Regions from separate parts of the Mus musculus genome. Here region 1 is linked to region 2. The links are chromatin contacts, called in public Micro-C maps. All regions are on one chromosome and are shown on one strand. Each heading gives the region's core, a stretch centred on a gene start, on an enhancer-like site or on the middle of the called end of the contact. The rest is flanking DNA. Distances are from core to core; before and after follow the strand shown.

Evidence for each region. Hi-C and Micro-C count contacts between places; a contact is called where the count stands out from the background.
Region 1: a Micro-C map of embryonic fibroblasts shows a contact between it and region 2, with 4 times the contacts expected there. The contact joins the enhancer-like site here to the promoter of Irx6 in region 2. A contact is called at or near these places in 2 of 39 promoter capture datasets (the 3T3-L1 cell line and stem cell-derived epiblast-like cells), 4 of 484 Hi-C or Micro-C datasets (cortical neurons, embryonic fibroblasts, nephron progenitors and 1 more), 3 of 115 datasets of contacts at active chromatin or transcription factors (embryonic fibroblasts and embryonic stem cells) and 2 of 9 other capture datasets (adipose tissue and pancreatic islet).

What each region holds. Positions count from the first base shown.
Region 1 is chr8:92,719,014-92,723,476 of GRCm38.p6, reverse strand. No RefSeq gene overlaps it. Among named protein-coding and RNA genes, the nearest start is that of Irx6, 47 kb to the right of the region's middle. Within about 2 kb of position 1,731, at least 85 of the 459 cell types and tissues checked have an H3K27ac peak or open chromatin away from gene starts, as enhancers often do. A contact at or near this core is called in embryonic fibroblasts, where this site is marked.
Region 2 is chr8:92,671,942-92,676,015 of GRCm38.p6, reverse strand. It overlaps Irx6 (Iroquois homeobox 6), which reads right to left and starts at 1,727. Exons shown (of 6, transcript NM_022428.3): 1 at 937-1,727. The coding sequence starts at 981.

The DNA.
Region 1 (4,463 bases), core at 482-2,981, 47 kb before region 2:
AAGGCCCTTCAAATTCCACAAGACCTGGGGTGCCAAGTCAGGGCAGGAAGCCATCAGCCCCAAAGGAGGGAAAGAACAGCAACAACTGAAAATAAATAATAATGTTACATACAAAACTAGAGATATTGTGTTTTTAACAGCCCAAAAAATTATAGGTAGTGTGAAACCCGAGTATATTTTGATATACATGATACCGCCCAGGGGCATTCAAGAGGAGGCATGGCAGTGGGGGAAGGGGCTTTGAAGGGCCTGTTGGCCACGTTTGTCTTTCTTCTTTCTCTATCTTTTGGCCTCCTAGAAGCGGTCTGGAATGACCCAAAGAGAAGCCTTTTGTGTGGTTCAGGAGAGCTTTTATTTCCCCCGTCATAAATCAGAGAATTGGAACTTCAGTGCCAAGAGGAAGGTTTAAGAATTAAAATGATGAAAACTTACAAGATCTTCCCAACAGGATGGTAATTGCACTCCCTTTTGTTGCAGAGGCTTCTGTATTTGGGTGACCTTGGCTTCCATTATGCACTGCTACCTTTGGCTCGGAATCTATAACTCAGGGGACTATTAATTATCTCCCTGTAAGTGCCGGCAAGAGTGAGGGGCTTTCTGAGAGACTGAGTGCCATATCGATACGATACGGAGTGGAGTGGCTCGGCCACTAGACAGCTGTTATCAGCGATTAGGGTTCAACAGCCCATACTCAAAGCTGGGAGATTAATCCTGCCTGCGCTCCCGCACCAACTCAAACTTTTCTGACCACCACAACCTGTCTGTGATTTGCTCCAGCTCATAAAACAAAATAGTTTATATATACAACTTAAACACTCCGTTGTTTTTTTTTTTTAAATCACTCAAATCCCTGGGGCTGTAATTTTCAGTTAAGAGTTGGATAAAGATAAAACACTGTGTTTTTAAATATTGTTTTTTGGATGTTTTTTTTTTCCCAGTGTATAGTTTAAGATCACAGGATCATATATTTTCATTTTTATTTTTTACAAGAGCATCAGAACTGGAGGCATAGACAACCCTAGTTCAATAAAATGTTCAGTATGTTGGGGGTTACACGGAAGATTTTTGCTTTTATTTTTGGTGTGTGTGTGTGTGTGTGTGTGTGTGTGTGCGTGTGTGTGTTAGAGATCACGGAAAAGGAGTGCATCTCATTTGCCATCTTTGTCTTTAAAGGTCTCACTCAAATCTGTGTTCTGGCTACTCAACAGCGTCCCTTGGAGACGTCTACCCTTCGATTTTAATCTTTAGTTACAGCCTAAGAACGATTCCAATTCCAAGAAGTTCTCAGCAGTCATGCCTAACCCCAAAGCCAAATTTCCATTTTCCCTCCTAATGCCCTAATTGAATTTAGGCCCGGGCGGTTGTGCTTTGCATAGGCACCCACCCCACATCAATGGCATGCGTTCAAAAGGAGACTTATGGAGTGGATCAGATAAATAAGGGCTGCAAATGTGCTGATTTACCCCAGCTTGTAAAACAAAACAATTTACGTACACAATTGAGACATTCTTTCTAGTTTTTTCATAAACCACATCCCTTGGGTGTATAATTGAGATTTCCTTGCCACCCAGAGAGGGTGAGATAGTCCTCCAGGCTTTGTTCCTCTTATGCCCGACTGGAGCTAGAGCTGGGAGCTGCTTCCTGCTTCCCAGAATGAGCTGCAACAGCCTGGGTTGGTCAGTTGTTGCTGAGGCTGCAGCTGCTGTCAAGTGCTAGACCCAGTCCACGACGCTAGGGAGCAGGCTGACATCAGGATTATGGAAGGCACGATGCCTGGGAACAGCAGAAGCCCCAGCCAAAGGAAGCTCATCTGTTTCTGTAGGCTTCGAGAGGGAAAAAAAAGAGAGCCCAAAGAGTCTAGGAATCATGCTCTAAAAGCTCTTGCCAGCTTGAGATGCGAACACAGAGGGGAACTTTACTTCTGTGGCTGAGCCCTGTGAGCCGAGATGGGGACCTTTCCAAAGGGGAAGCTGTGGCACGGGCTACTTCAGAGACCTGGGTACTTTTTCTCAATTGATTCCAGAATAGTTACAGTGGTATGACTCATTCTACGAGAGGAGGAGACAGAAAAGGGAAGAAAGTGACCAGGTCCTATAGTGGACTATCAAAACACAGTTGGAACGAATAAATTAGAGTGTCAAATAGAAACAGCAAATTGGAGAATTATTGAAGCACGCGTGGGTGTTAAGCATTGGATGTGGGCAGGCTCTCCAAGAAAGCCTAGAGTCAGAAGCTAGAAGGCAGCCGAGGCAGTAGGGAAGGAAGAGAAGGATGTGAACAAGAGATGTGAAGTTTAGGTACACTGTTTTATTTATTTATTTGTTTATTTATTTGTTTATTTATTTATTTATTTATTTATTTACCAAAATAAGCCAAGACAAATATGACTAGGGAACTCTTTATATTTAAAGCAATATGTTTTCTAAGAAAAATAATAGAATGTACATATGGGCCACTTTGAATACAGCTCAAACCTTAGGTCTAAAACTCAAGCCAGAACGCAGCTCAAAAGTTACAAAAGTCATTCACCTTTATAATTTCAAATGGCACCATTTGGGTGTAATTGAGTCTCTTTTCTCCTCCGCCCCTCTCCTTTTAGTCAAATTAAACTTATTGATTAGAGCCCATTAGTATGTAATGGATTGTTAATTTGACTCTTTTTACAAATCATATTTATCTGCACCAATAAAATATTTGGATTTAACATTCATATATCACATTTATGGTGACACTGATTGAAGGCCAAGCAATTGGAAGGGAAGGCAGACACCTTGTCCTTTGTGCACGCCAGGGAAATGTAAGTTGGTGCCATGAACTCTTGCACAGGTGGACACTTAGGAATGAGGTGAATTACAGAAAAGGAAGGACGTGTACCCCTCCTTTTTTTCAAGCTTGAAAACCCATTATAGTGTTTGCATATTCTTCAGCTGAAATGGGGCGCTCCAGGGCGTTGTTACTGAAGATTTTAAACTGTTGCTATAAAAATACCTGTTAAGAACAATAACAAAAAAAAAATCAGATTTTTGCTGAACATCTACTGAGACGGAGTAACTCATACTCATCTCTCCTACAGAGAGAAGGGATCTGAAGAAACAGCACGACCCACCTTCCCCTATCCCGTTGGACAGAGAGCACTTAGCAGGCAGCACTTAGCAGGGAAAATAAACATGGCTTTTGTGTATTTTAAATAGAAATCAACGGAGTCCTGTAGATGTCGCAAGGCTTTTTCGAGTACAGGGTGCAATACTACAAACCACTGCCCATTATAGTGTGTCTAGTCTTTGCATAAACCTGGAGTGATGCTAAAAAAAAAAAATCCTTAATGAATCCAACAGCAGGCACATCAGGCACATCAACCAGTGGAAGTGGCTGCCATCCGAAAGCCCGACACTGGTAAGCTTTCTGGCATTGCCAACCAGCATCGCCTGCTCTGAGTCTTTCTAGAACAGAAAATTTGACATCCGAATCCATGTAATGCTCATTGATAGGAGCTCTGGTTTCCCTAAGGGAATAATATTCCTCCCCCTCTCTTCTTCCTTCCCTCAGTTCTCCCCCTCCTTCTTTTCCATTTTTTTTTTAAATTTTTCTATCTGTAGCAGTCTTAACGCATACGGGTTTTTGTTTGTTTGCTTGCTTGCTTGTTTTCCTTTTGCAAGCCACCTCAAACCTATTGAAAGGAGAGCAGCTGTACGTTTTAAGTGAATAAAAAATAAATACATGCTCTTCCTGATCGTGGCCATATCCCATTATAAAAAGAGAAGGCAGGTACCATCAAAATTCCTTTGTTACTCTCAGGGCTGCCCTATCAATATTGTATAAAGCAAGCAAGTCATTGGCTAGGTTTTTAAGAATTCCTTTTATTATTTTTCAAGGATCCAAGGGTAATGTGTGCTATAATGGGAGCTGACCTGTAAAAGTAAAATTTCTTTGTTTGAAAAGTGGGAAGAACAAGTCTTCCCAGACGTGAGATGGTGGGCTGTGGCAATAAGTAGCCCACGATCTTTGCAGACACGCAGACAAAGAGTGTGGCCGACCATTACACACAGAGCTTGATAGCTACAACTTTTCCCCCCCATAGCCAGCTACCATAGAAAGTATACCAGGCCAATTGTCAAATCATCTCATAAAGGACAGGAAATTTCCATTTGTCATTTAATAGCTGTTTGTCACATACAAGGTGTCCTGAATAAGAACTGTGGGTTTTTATTTTTATTTTTTTTTTGTCCCCTTATGTCTCTTCTAAGATCGAATGTCCTTTTGCCAGTATGAAGTGACCTAATTTTTGAAGCAGTAACCTTTATTTTTTTTAGCTCCATTAACATGTAAGTTTTCATAGTGAATACTTTTATAATCTTGCCTCTAAGAAACTCAGCCTGCCCCATAGGCAATCATTAGCCTAGGTTAAGTATGTGGGTTGTAGCATGGGAGAGATGAGGCTTTTTCTTGGACTCAGCACAAATTTG
Region 2 (4,074 bases), core at 478-2,977:
AAATCTAGAGGGTCCATCGACTGGCTGCAGCCAGAGGAGATTATGCAAGGAAGCTGCCTGATGCCTTTATTCCTTGTTCTACTAACCAAATACCACCAGGTGCAGAATCTCCCTGCTGAGCACTGGCATAGGGATTTCTCGATGACAATTTACCCAAATTGCTCTTATAGATGCCCCCAGGACATTGCTAGGGCTCCGCAGTCCTGGGGAACTTTGGAAATAAGACCAAATCCTTGTCTCTCCCCCTTCTGGGATTCTACAAAGGCAGAATTAAAAGTTAGCCTTCAAGACCATCACCAACATGTCATTCCTGTCCCCACTGTACTAAAAGGGAATCCACTCACGGTCAGAGTAGACCGGTCCAGGATCCCACAGCAGGTCAAAGGTCAACCTGACACTGAGTGCCAAGAGGGGTGTGTGTGTGTGTGTGTGTGTGTGTGTGTGTGTGTGTGTGTGTGTGTGACTATTTTGGAGATAATGGAGAACAGTGATGGGCATTCTCAGACTTCTCCAAGGAAAGCCTCACCACTGCACAACGCCCTGGTTTGGAAACTGGAGGGAAGCTGAAGTAGAGAGCTTAGAAAAGAGTGGGATTTGGGATCGGAGCAGAGGTCAACAAATGAGCAGTGCAGTGCCAATGCGCTGAAGTCCTTTTGTTTTCTCCTGAGAGTACCCTGGCCACCGAATCTGTCCAAGGGTAACCCTGACTACAAGTTCCCTCAGATCCCACCCACCTCGCACACAGAGTGCGTTTCAGGTGGCACTCAAAGAGTGAAAGCTCTCAGACTGGCATCAGGATGTCAGCGGGTGCTGTGGCACATTTCCCGGTCCGTGCTCTTTCTGACTTCCCTTGGGTCAAGGAGAAGAGGAAGCTCGGGGATTACTGGGCATCCCTCTAGCCTGCCTCTGCCACCCCCACCCCCTAACTCTACTCACCTGGGATGTGCTGCCATACGGGTGTCCAAAAGGTGAAAAGGCCATAGCAGGGCGTCTTCAGGGACTTGAGTCCCTCTTTCCTTTCGAGTCCCTTGCTCAGCTCTGTGATTCGATGACCCCAGCAGCGCAGCGCAGCGTCTGGTTTTCTTACAGGGCTGCAGGAGCTGGCCGCCAGTTCGTTGGCAGGAGGGGAGAGACGGGAGGCAGAATCAAAGGCAGAGGGGCTGCCGAGTTCTGCGATTGGTAAGGCACCCCTACGGCCTGTGGGTTCCAGAAGGCAGAGGGGCCCATGGATCGGCGGCAGAATTAGGAAGAAGGAGTAGGGTGCCAAAGGCGCGCAGGGGCAAGGTGAGGTACAGCGCAGCGTCGGGCTGTGAGGTTCCCGAGGTGTCCCAGTCCAAGGTGGCCAGAGGCTCAACGTGACGTCACGGTAATCCCCGGCCGCCAGAGGGGACCGCGGGCCCCGGGGCCCCGGGCCACCGAGTGTGCCAAGGGCAGCCAGCCCGTGTACATGCACGCACTCTCGGATACACTCGTTCTTGCTCTGCGAGGTTTGTGCAACGGGCGAGAAACGTCAAAGACCCTGACCCTCGACTCGCCGCTAGATCCTACCCTCTTTCGCCTGCAGCTCACGCGCGCGCGCGCACACAGACCCTCTCCAAATTCCCCGGGAGAAGTGGGAAATACGCCTCCCGGCGAGCCGTGCGGGCCCAGGGTGCAGCGTGCTCGCCTCCTCCCCTGCGGCCCCCGAGGAGGCAAGAGGCAAGCGGGGCGGCGAGGGAGGAGAGAATACAAAAGAAGAGCCCAGAGGAAACTGGGGGAGGCAGGCAAGGGGGGAGAAAAAGGAGGGAGAGGAGAGCTGAGGAGTCTGATGGCGGGGGTGGGGGGTGGGGGGAGTGGGGTGGGCGAGGGCTGGGAGGAGGCAGAGCCGGAGCAGGTGGAGGAGAGCAGGGGCTCGCAGGACCAGCCTCCAACTACAACCCATCTCCGCCTCTCCTCTGCATCAAAGTTTGTTGGCCCCTCCGTCCCGGGAGCTCTTAGGGTTGGACCAGCTCCAGCAGCTTTGATCAAGCCCCCCGGGCAGCCCATCTGTGTCCTTGGGGATGTGGCTTGGGTCTCAGTTTCCCCAAATCGTTGGCTAATCCCAGCCCTGGCCAGGTCCTTGACCTCTTGGGCGTCTCTGCAGAGGTCTGGCCCTGGGCTAGACCGACGAGCGCCCCCTCCAGATCGAGGTGCAGCCTCTGTAAGAGAGCTCCCATACACGCACCAAGTCTGATCCCTTGCATCTGTAGGCTGCCAGCCAAGAGTCTGGGCCATCTCCGCCAGAGGCCAGGCTTGGCTCCTTCCCGAGTGCCGCCAGCGGTGTCCGCCCCAAGCCCGAAAGCGGGGCGAAGGCTTCACGGCCCCAGGGCTACCTCTGCACTCCTCTTGGGGTGGCGCTGGCGAGCCGTAGAGGAGAGCTCCGGAGGGAGTAGCGCCAGGGACACTCAGCTGGGCCCAATGGTGTAATAAACTCCTTCGCTGGCTTTTCAAAAAAAAGCACCGATGCCTCTGGAAACAGGGGGTTGCTTGCAAGACTTCCGGACAGGGGTGGCCAGTTAGCAAGTGCTATAGATTTTGCACACTTACAGGCTGACACCATTCCGAAGACATGTCTAAGGATCAGGAGGGGCTTGCAGACTGGCGATGAAAGGTCTTAGGTGGCGCTGCTGCGGCACCAGGTGGGGTTTGCAATTCAGAAAGCCTTACCTTTCAGTCGCCCTGTCACAGCGCTAGTGCACTTGACAGGTCTTGGACGGTCCTAGATCTTTACTATACCTCCTCTAGGGGTTCCGGAGTTTGTTCAGGGACAATGTTTTATTTTTCTATTGAAACTCGAGACGGTGTGATCCAGGGGATACTGAGAGCTCTCAGTTCTTGCCAGGAGAAAGAGGCAAGGTTGGGGGCCCAGGCAGGAAGTCCCTCCACAAGTTTGCCTCTGGCCTCTGACTTGGCAAGCCACACCCAGTGACCTCTTTAGAATGGCACTCTAGGCTCAGCATCTGCTCACCTCTCACAGTTTATGTTTAATAGACAAGGAGCTTAAAGAGGGCACAAACCACAGATGAGTCTACAAATCCAGCTGCTGCCACAGGCCATGGTTACCTTGGTGAAACCTTGCTTTTAAACTGGGAGCGTCCTTGTAAGAAAAAGAATTATAGTCGTTGCCAGATTGACGTAGTGGTAAAAAGTCACGGTAATAAATAGATCCCTTGATTTCTCAAAACCCACTTTGGAGCAATCACCCCCTTATAGCTTGGATGTTGCTAAGCTCTCTCCCTCTTTTTTAAAGTGGGAATTGGAAAGGATTCATTAAGTTAGTCCCTTGGGAAAGATTACTACTAATTAATTAATTGCAAACATTTCCAGAGGGAAGGTATGTCAATTGTAAAGTAATAAAATTAGATAGTTGAAATACTTACTCAGCAAATTTGATTGCTTATTCCTCCCTAAGCAGAGGAAAATTTTTTTGACAGACAAATGGGGATGGTGGTGTAAAAAAAAAAAAAAGCATTAGCCCTGTCCCTTGGTGATATTGCAAAGTAGAAACTACCTTATAGGATTTATTGATTTTCCCAGTGATTTATAAGACCTCCGGGGTGTCAATGCTATGTGCAGGGGCTCTGGGCCTACCTCTTGTCTTTGCTCTATGATGTGAGAGAGCCAACAGAATTTGGAAAAGGAAACTCAAAAATTAGTGGGAAAACAAATCGGGAAGAAGAGCTGAGCCCATCACATCATTTTCCTTCTCCTGTACAAGTTGGCAACACACATGCGGAGCATGCTTTCTGTTGAGGCTCTGTTGTCTTCAGAGTTGCCCTACAGCGTGGTGTGGTGGCTTTTAGCTGGATGAATCCTGGGGGGAAAGATTAGCTCTGTCCCTTTTGTATTCACAACTGTGAGAGACCCTGGCTGAATGTATCCTTCCCAGGGGCAGGATGTAAGCCCAGCAACCCACCCCAGCCCCGGCGCTTGGTTGTTAGAATCCATCTTGAAGTATTTTGTGGGATTCCCTGACAATGATTATTATGTGCCTCATGAGAAAACAAAAGCATCAATTTAAGCCAATCTATCTGCCTCTGGCAGAGCCCTCTGGGG